Regions from separate parts of the Mus musculus genome. Here region 1 is linked to region 2. The links are chromatin contacts, called in public Hi-C maps. All regions are on one chromosome and are shown on one strand. The core of a region is the stretch at or near the end of the contact, and the rest is flanking DNA. Distances in the headings are between cores, read along the strand shown. Region 1 has its middle 9.6 kb from the start of Gm52919. Region 2 overlaps 9330179D12Rik (RIKEN cDNA 9330179D12 gene).

Evidence for each region. A called contact is a pair of places that touch in the nucleus more often than the background predicts.
Region 1: a contact with region 2 is called in a Hi-C map of bone marrow-derived macrophages, with 41 read pairs. The contact joins two enhancer-like sites. A contact is called at or near these places in 13 of 39 promoter capture datasets (the HPC-7 cell line, HPC-7-derived erythroid cells, cranial neural crest and 8 more), 29 of 484 Hi-C or Micro-C datasets (the C2C12 cell line, CD4 T cells, CD8 T cells and 17 more), 38 of 115 datasets of contacts at active chromatin or transcription factors (CD8 T cells, the HPC-7 cell line, VIP interneurons and 27 more) and 1 of 9 other capture datasets (macrophages).

Annotation. Positions count from the first base shown.
Region 1 is chr6:127,328,413-127,333,190 of GRCm38.p6, forward strand. No RefSeq gene overlaps it. Among named protein-coding and RNA genes, the nearest start is that of Gm52919, 9.6 kb to the left of the region's middle. Within about 2 kb of position 2,024, at least 227 of the 459 cell types and tissues checked have an H3K27ac peak or open chromatin away from gene starts, as enhancers often do. A contact at or near this core is called in the HPC-7 cell line, bone marrow-derived macrophages and effector CD8 T cells, where this site is marked.
Region 2 is chr6:127,162,697-127,167,297 of GRCm38.p6, forward strand. The region is part of intron 1 of 9330179D12Rik (RIKEN cDNA 9330179D12 gene); the gene reads left to right. Among named protein-coding and RNA genes, the nearest start is that of Ccnd2, 14 kb to the left of the region's middle. Within about 2 kb of position 3,140, at least 15 of the 459 cell types and tissues checked have an H3K27ac peak or open chromatin away from gene starts, as enhancers often do. A contact at or near this core is called in the HPC-7 cell line, bone marrow-derived macrophages and effector CD8 T cells, where this site is marked.

The DNA.
Region 1 (4,778 bases), core at 774-3,273, 160 kb after region 2:
CTCACAGAAGCAGGGAGATCTGAAGGGGTGAGAAAGAAATTGTCCCGTCTGGTTTGGCTTCATTTTCTTTACCAAGGTCTACAAGCTTGTCCAAGGTGCAGCACAATCCATTTGACTCAGAGGATGTTGGAAGGAGCTAGCTGAGGTGGAGACATGAAGATGGGGGTGGGGTGGGGAATGGTGGCCAGCTGAGGGGGCCAAGGCAGGGCAAGCTCCAATGTGAAGAAATGAAGGAAACAATACTGATTCCCAGGCCGACATGGAAACCTTGTTACCAAACAAGTGCTCTGTGGCAGTCTCAGCTGATGGGCAGCAGACACCCAATTTCTATCCATCTGTAGAATGGGATGAACAATTTGTTACCACCATCTACTTAAAAATAATGCTGAAGGGCTGGCAAAGATGACTTGGGAAGTGGGGGTGGTAAAGGCACTGGCTACCTAGTCTGATGACCTGAGTTCCAGTTCCAGAAATCACAGGATGGAAAGAGAGAAAGTTGTCTTCTGGCTGCCATAAGCAGCATCTCAAATAAATAAACAAACAAATAAATATTGTAACAAGCAAACAAACAAAAACTTCAACATAAATAACTGCCTAAAGAGCCCCGGTGTTCAGCAGTTCTAAAGTAATGGTGTATATATTTAATCATGGAGATCAGGGCTTGGGGAGGTCAGGGGATGTTAGGAAGGCAATGGGATTAACACATCTTTACAGCTAGGGAAGAGGAGACCAAGGCAGGCTAGTGACCTGCCCATGGTCACAGCCGATGAGCAGCAGAGAACAGAGCTTTTTATGGCAAACCACGCTGGTAACACAGAGAAGCACCCTGTGCTCCCATGAAATGCAAGGCTTTAAGGGCTCCACTAAAGCCCCCTAAAGCAGGCAAAGCACTGCCGCCTGCCTTGTCTTCCGAGGGAGGCTTCCCAAGCTAGCAGCCCTGCCCATAACGCTCTGCCACATGCCACATCCACTAATGGTCTCTTCGCAGTATTGTGGCCGTTACCAAGTGCCTAAGCTATTAACTCACCAGCAGCAGGTGCCAAATTGCCTCTTCTTCTGCACAAGATGTTCATTTAAAACCAAATTACACGTAAATCCTCAAGTGCCTGCTTATTTCCTTCAGCCTTTAGCCTTTTTTTTTTTTTTTTTTGGTGGCCCCCACCCCCTTCACACCCGGCTGCTGGATGTCTCTGAGATGACACGTGGCGTCTCTCCGCAGTTGTGTAGTGAGAAACCGGGCTGTGTGAACCCCAAGCTCGTGGGCTTCCCGAGGGGCACAAATAGAACTGGAAGGATGCTTCGGGACGCTTCCACATCAACTTGACCCTCTTCCGTGGAAACTGAGGCCAAGAATGCAAAAAGGGCTTGCCCAAGCAAGCTGGAAAGACCAAACTAGCATAAGTCTTTTGCTTTGCCAAAGAGGAATCTAAGCTTAGAGAGGTGGTAAGTGACCACCCCTATGCTGGATCCAAGCCTGGAATCTGAGAGGGCCAAGAGGCAGCCCTGGGAAGCAAGCCTTCCTGCTGTCTTATGGCGCTGCGTCCCCTGAGGCCTGGGTGCCCCCTGGCCCTTGTGTGCAATGCTGAAGTCGCTATGGGGCACGCGATGGGGGCGGTGGGGGGAAGAGGGCTAGGGTCCTGACCCTGCAGAAATCAGCTTCGAGGAGGGGCCCCACCTCAGAGTTAAAGGGGCCTCTGGTTGGGGACCCCGGACAGGGTCCGAATGCCTTCCCCCATTCAGTAGGATTATCCCTTTTGAATTGTTGGGGGCGGAAAAAAAAAAAAGCTACAGCTAGCGAACCCTGCCTGACAACACCGAAGGAATTTTTCCCAGGGATCAGCCGAAAGCTGACTCACATTTAAAGACTTGCCCAAAGTGGTCATGCCCCTCTGAGCAAATACCACAGGCATGTAAAACCTCGCTCCCCGCGGCCTCCGGCGGCCGCCCATTGGAGCGGCGCGGCGCCTCTTGGGCCACGCTCAGCCAATCGCAGCGCCGCGGCGCCGGGTTGCTAACCCGGCTGCGGGTCGGCGGCAGGCGCGGGCCGGGAGCTGTCACCGCTTGTTTCCTGTCCCGGGGGCGGGCGTGCAGCGGGTGGGAGGCCCAGGCTGTTTGTTTAGGCAGGTAAGGCCTGCTAAGGGAAGCAAAAGATCCAAGGCGGAGCCACCTACCCGGGAGCCCGCCGTAGGGCCTGGGAGAGTGCAGGCTTCAGGCAGGCTAGGGTGCATTCCTGGGCTGCCGCCCCACGCTTCCAGGGGCCCCGGTCTGGGCGACCCCTCTGCTATCAGGATGCTTGCAAGTCCCGCTCCCATTAGTCATTCCGTGACATCACCACCAGAACCCCAGCAGAGGGCAAGCCGGCCAGGGTATCACCCCAAAGAAGTGAAAGGGTTCTGGCCTGGCCACTGCCTGATCCAGGAATCAGCGTGCCATCTTCATTTGAGACAAGGCTGTTCTCTCCTAGCCTTGGCTGGCCAAGAAAGAATTCACCCTACAGCTCAGGGAGGCCTAGAATTTGTGAGGGCTTTTTTTTCTACCCTAGCCTTTAGAGTGGAAGTGCAGGAAAGATTACAGGCATGAGCCCTTTATGCCCGGCACAACCGTAGCTCTTGTCTTCTGTCAACCTAAATACATTTTTTTGTTGTATGGGGTTGTTTTTGAGATAGTGTCTCGTGTGTCCCAGGCTGGCCTTAAATCTACTGAGGATGACCTAAAATGTCTGATCCACCTCCCGGTTGCTGGGATTGTGGGACTATACAGTTAACACTTGGTTTTATGCAGTGCTGTGGATCAAACCCAGGGTCTCCTGCGGGCCAAGCAAGCGTGTCACTGAAGACCTAGAGCTCCCAGTCCTGTTTGCTCATCTCTAAAATGAGATATGTAGGCCAGCCCTCTTCCCAGGCCCTGGCTCAAAGCCTGGTTCTTATCTGGAGTATGCAAGGAACGTTGAGGTTTGATTCCAGTCCCTCTGTTCCGATTTCCCACAGAACCCCCCAAGTGCTTTCTTATTTGGCACATGGCATCTAGCCATTGAGTCAAAACAGAGGGTCCTCTCTTCCCTTCCAGCCTCCCTTCTGTCCAGCTGTGCAGCACAGTTTCATATCCCCTCTGCTTGCCTCTAGCGTTTGCACCACCTGCCCCATCACTTAGACACACCATGTTTCTTCCCTTGTCTGTTTTCCAGGTCTCTGCAGAAATGGTCCATTCTCTCTGTGCCTTAATTTTCTGTAGGTCCCGTTGCTGTCATTTATGTGGCATCCCAAACCACAATTGTAGTTTCTTCTGTTAGACAGGATAGGAACCACTGTTGGTTTGTTTTGTGCACCTCTTTAGTTCCTAGCATGTGATAATTATTAAATTGAAGTTATTTTTAGAAAGAAAAGAAAAAGTCTGAGAAGCAGAGCCTGGTTGTAGAGGTAAAGGGTGCTAGAACCTGGCTCTGCTCCATCGTTTCTGTTAGAAAATTAGATTATTGAATAATGTATCTTGAGGGGAGTCACAAATCAATGCTCAAACATAAGCCTGTCTCATGTGGATAAGGTAGCTTTGTTCTTTCCAGATGGGTAAAAGGTCCATTCATTTATTCGTTCTGCAAGTATGATGGGACATCTAACCTAAGCCAAGCAACCCAAAGGTAAACAAACTTCTGTGGAGAGCAAGGCCCTTCTTGAGAGCCTAGAGATCACTCGCCATCCAGAGCCTCCCTTGAAGCAAGTCGTCCATCTGGATAATTTGTTCTTTTCATGCCCAAACTGAAGCAAGCTTAGCTTGATCTTTGTCTTAGGCTAAAAGATGGATTCCTCAACACACAATGCCGTGTGTGTGTGTGTGTGTGTGTGTGTGTGTGTGTGTGTGTTTGTGTCATAAATCATAGCTAGTTTGGGGCCAGCCTGGGTTACATGAGACCATGTTTCAAAAATCAAAATCAAAAACAAACAAACAAACAAACAAGTATATTGCCAATGTTCCTTTAGATTAGCAACAACCCTTCTAAAGAAGGGTGCTCGGGGCAGTAAGTTCTATACATGACATGAGACTTTTTCTGGGTACCATTCTCTTGGCCAGGATCTAGAAGCTAGCTGACCCTAAGTACCCATAGACATGCAGACCTGCTCACACCGCTCCACCATACCACCAGCTGGCTGAGTGGAGCCTGATTAGAAGGGAGTGAGGAGCGGTGGCCCTTGGTTGAAGAAAGAGCACTCGGCATCTGGTCTTCCTGAAAGCTTTCCTACAATGAAGAGTTGGTTGACCTATCCCCCCACCCTCTTTGGTCAACTGATGTGCTAGGTAGGGCATGTGTTGTGCACATGAGCTTACAATAGGGAAGAAAATGAGCTGTGGTCTTTGGCCTCAGAAGCTTATAATCCAAGCTAGGCCTGGTGGTACAAACCTATTATTTCAGCATGTGGGAGGCTGAGGCAGGAGGACTCAGTTCAAACCCAGCTGGGGCTACAAAGCAAGATCCTTGATAAGATAAAAGAAAGCTTGCACTCCAGTGTGGGAAAGACTGGTATAACCCATCTTTTTACCAGTCCAACTAAACTCCAACCAACTGTACATCTATAATCACAAACGTGATTATATAATCACAAGGCGTGACCACATCAGTGTATAAAACCAAACCAAGGGCTGGTGAGATAGCTCAGCGGGTAAGAGCACTGACTACTCTTCCGAAGGTCTTGGGTTCAAATCCCAGCAATCATATGGTGGCTCACAACCACGTGTAATGAGATCTGATGCCTTCTTCTGGTGTGTCTGAAGACAGCTACAGTGTA
Region 2 (4,601 bases), core at 1,890-4,389:
CAAATGTTTCTATGGTGTTGAAGCTTTTAAAGAGAGATCTGTTTTACAGAACATAAGGCAAAAATGCACTGTTTTAGAATAGCATAGGCTATGTGTAAACAACTCAAACCGAGGAAGCACTAAGTCCTTAGAAGCCAGCACCAGCAGCATCTGCCCCTTACTCGCACCTGCCGTTCCTCCTCGCCAGTGGCAGAGAGGGTGGAGCAGCCCACCCACTCCTGCAAACTCTGAAGCCCAGGCTTCTGGGGGGGGGGCTGTCTTTATTTAAACAGTGTTGCCATCATTTCCTATCGCTCTTCCTGCTTCTGTTCTGGTCTCCTGGTGACTCACCCTCTCTGGCTGACCTTGGCCACTTCTCACGGCTCACTTCTGCTTTCCTGGTGTTTCCCCCATGGCCCGTGACTTTCACCTCTCTGTGTGCATCTGCCTCTGTCCTGAGTCCTCTCCAACTTTTTTTTTTTTAAGCCACTGACTTTTATCAGGCAGTTCTCCTGAAGTGCTCCATTCTAGAAGCTTTGGTCTCATTCAGTCTCTGCTCTGGGCAAGCAGCCCTGCGCTCTTATAGTCACTGGTCACTCTTTAGCATTTCATCTGCCTGGGTGACATCCTGGGTGTCAGGACTGCTGTGAAGGGGACATTTTTTATTATTATTACTGTGTTGTTGTTATTGTTGTTAAAAAGCCAAGCCAGGGGAAGAGCTGTTGTAGGGTTTTTGTTTGTTTGTTTTGCTGTTGTTTTGGGTTTGTTTGTTTGTTTTAACATTTATTGTGTGCATGTGTTGGGGTGGGGGAGGTGCATATCAAAGTATTTGTGTGACCATCAGAGGAAACTTACAGAGTTGGTTCTCACCTTCCAACACATGGGTCCTGGGGATCGAACACAGGTCATCAGAATTGGCAGCAGGCACTTTTACCTTTTACTCTCTCAGCCGTCTTGCTGGCCCCATGTAGTTTGAGCCCTGATTGTCCTCCTGCAGTTAGGTTAAAGGCTTGGTGCAAATGGGATAAGGTAAGACGTATGCAAAGGATGTTAGGTCCTGAAAGAGACTCCTTGAAGAATATATTGGGGTCCCAGTGACTCAGCCCCTCCTCCTTCTTGGCCACCTTGACTACCAAGGTGTGTGCTGCCTCACCACAGACCCCAAAGCAGTGGGAACAAAAGATCACCGGCAGAGTGCTCAGAAATGGGGAGCCAAGGTAAACCTTCCTCCTTGAAACTAAACAGCTTGCATGTTGGTTCCGGTGCCAGAAAGCTGACCTGTGTGTGTGCTGTCCATGCAGAGTCTACGTACACATGAGTTTAGCTCTCATGCATGTGCACGGCAAATGTGCCTGCTACCCAGGAAGGTTAGAAGAGAGGGCTTAAGAGCCCTAGGAACCTGGCTTACAGATGGTCTTAAACCGCCATGTAGGTGCTGAGAACTGAACTTGCGTCCTCTGCAAGAGTACTCAGTGTATTTAACCACTGAGTATTTCCTGATGTATTTCTAAGGACATGGAAAGCAACGTGCATGGCTATGTATATGCTGGGGGGAAATCTTGCAAAGGTACTCACCTTTTCAGCTGAGGACAGAAAGTGAAGTAAAGCCAAGACCTTAAAGAGTATACAGATTGCTGAAGGCATGCTGTAACAGACACAAAGTCCCTCCATAAAGGCTGGGAGACATATGGTCTCAGACAATTTAAAGAACTGCCTGTCTGAGCATCACCCGAACACGAAAACCCCACAGACCCTTCGGAGGAAGTTGTAGATGACCAAAAACATAGACTTCACACAATCTGTAGAGGAAAGTCACTTAAGGAAAAACACAGCCTCAACAGAGCTCCAGCAAGGGTGAGGGCAAGTGAGAGGTCCTACTTCAGTGTAGAAGGTGGGGGGAGATGGAGGAAAACACCTGACACCAATCTCTGGTCTCTACGCACACACACACACATATACATGCACACGGCTGTGCGTGCACGTGCATAATTTCACATTACACACAAACACATGCACAAAGAGAAAGTCAAGGAGGAATTAAGGTATTTTCGGATAAACAAAAACTGACAGACTTTATTGCTAGGGGATCACATAGAAAGTACCGACTGGAAGCTAGAAGTGTGGATCAGTGCGAGTACACACAGTTGGCACACAAAGAGGTGCTGTGTTAGATGTCTAGCACAGGAAGGGAGAGAGTCGGGGAAATATTGAGAGCTCTTGCAGCCTCAGTGAAAGGACACTAGGCAGTAACTCAAATCCACACAAATCCAGGCACCCAAATAGAATTAGGCAGGAAAATAAAAATAAAATATACATGTTGATTTTTTTCTTTTATATAAACATTTTCTTCTGATTTAATTAGTACTTATAAAATGCCATTGATGACATCATGTATAAAGATGTAATTTGTATAATGACAACAGCACAGAGAAGAGGGAGTGGTGTACGGGTGTTAAGTTTTTGAATGCTGATGTTAAATTGTAATTACTCACGCTTTGTTGTTTTAGGATCTTAATTGTAAAGCCAACAATATTCAGTAAAAGAAAACTAACAAAACAATATATCTGCAAAATTAAACAATAAAATACTTCAAATGCCATATAGTACCTGTTAAACATAAAATGGAACTCTGATGGGAGAAAAGAAAAAAAAAAAAAAAACCTCTCATTCTTTCTAAGAACGATAGGACAGAGGACAAACACGAACACTGCCTTAGTAATCATTACATTAACTGTAAATGGGCTAAATAAATGCTCTAATTAAAGAAAACAGACAAGTAAAGAAACATGCTCCAGATATGATGTGCTGCCTGTCAGGGACATATTTTAGATGCCAAGAAAAGTATGTTTAAAGTAAGAAGTTGGAGCCTGGCACTGTAGCTCAGTAGTGCTAGAATGTATTCATGAGGCCATGGGCTCAATTCCCAGTGTCACAGAAAAAAAGGTTAAAAGATGGAAAAACATGCACACACACATAGAGGAGACCTGGAGTGGGTGTGCTCACTCCAGACAAAACAGACTTTCCTGCAGGAAAGAGCACTGTGCACTGAGGAAAAGGGAAACCATCCTGGAAGACCTAGCAACTGTAGCATGCATGCACAGAAACCCAGAGCTGCCAATTAGACAGGAAACATTGTTTTGTCTGTGGCAAAAGCTTCCCCCCCACCCCAGCTCTCTTCTAGTCTCCGGAACTTGCACAATGTAAATCTAACCACTCTCTGACAAGGCAGGGTTTCGGGTGCTTGGAGCCAACTCATATCCCTTCTCACTCTCCAACCCATGCCACACCAGCCCCATGCACATTTTCCTAAGATACGATTCCATTTTTCTGTGAAGAGAGCTACTGTGACATTAATGAGAAGAGGCGATACCCCTTGCAGAATCTCCAATTTGGACAGAAGCTAAAACGATCTTATGCAAACCTGTTTTTGTTTATAGTGTGCTACATTTATATTATGTTTATATATATTGCCACCCCTTTGGGGTCAAATGACCTTTTCACAGGGATCGCCTAAGAGCACCTGCATATCATATATTTACATTATGATTTATAACAGTATATATCGATCGAGCAGGCTAGATCTCAAATGGTTACTCACCTGCCTACCCCATAGGGCTACTAAGTGTTTTCTTTTGTGTTCTACTGGGGATGGGATGGGGTAGAAGAGGTGAGGGAAGGAGTGATCCTTCATTTGAGTCATGCTGACATTCTTTAAGGTTTATTTTGTATTTATGGCTATGTGCATGCAAGTAGTGTGGGTCTCATAAATTCATGTTCCCAAGGAGCTAGGAAAGGATGTCACATCACCTGGAGCTGGCGTTATGGGCAGGTGCGAGCCACCTTACATGGCTTCTGGAAACTGATGGGATCTAGGAACTAAGCTCTGCTTCTCTGCCTGGAAGAGCAGCAGGTGCTCTTAACAGCTGAGCCATCTCTCCAGACCCAGCATGGTATACATTATCTCAGATTTGCTGTGGAAGGAAAAGCTAAGGGTAGTTAGAAGAATTGCATTGAGCATTGAAAATTTGGCTCTTCTTTTGAAACCAGTCATCAAGTTCTTGGATAAGTCACTTCAAAATAAAAGGCCTTGGGGGAATGTAGCTGGTGAAGTGGTCGAGAGCTTGCCTAGCATATGAAAGGACCAAGATACACCCTGAAGTACCAAATGTTAACAATAGCAATAGCGGTAAGAAGTCGTGCCGTACTACCACAGCATCTTTTGAGTGTATATAGTCAGTGTGCTACATGTTATCTATGAACATATGCAAATGAGGTTTGAGAATTAAAGTTGCTGATAGACTCATGGGTTAGGGGTTTGATTGCCTGCTAATGATCTATTGAACAATGATCCAGGAGGCTCTGATCTCAACAATGGATTAATCCCATCATAGTTTCCTAAAATGATAGCATTATTGGTAGGTGGTGAAGTACAGGAAGCAAGACTTAGTTGAGGAAGTGGGTCATCATACCCTGACCCGGTCCTGTAATCCGGTGATTCCAAAGGGGTTGTGATCCCTTTGGGGTTGAATGGCCTTTTCACAGGGGTCACCTGCATATCCGAAATTTACATTATTGTTTATAACAGTAGCAAAATTGCAGGTATGAAGTAGTAACAACGATTT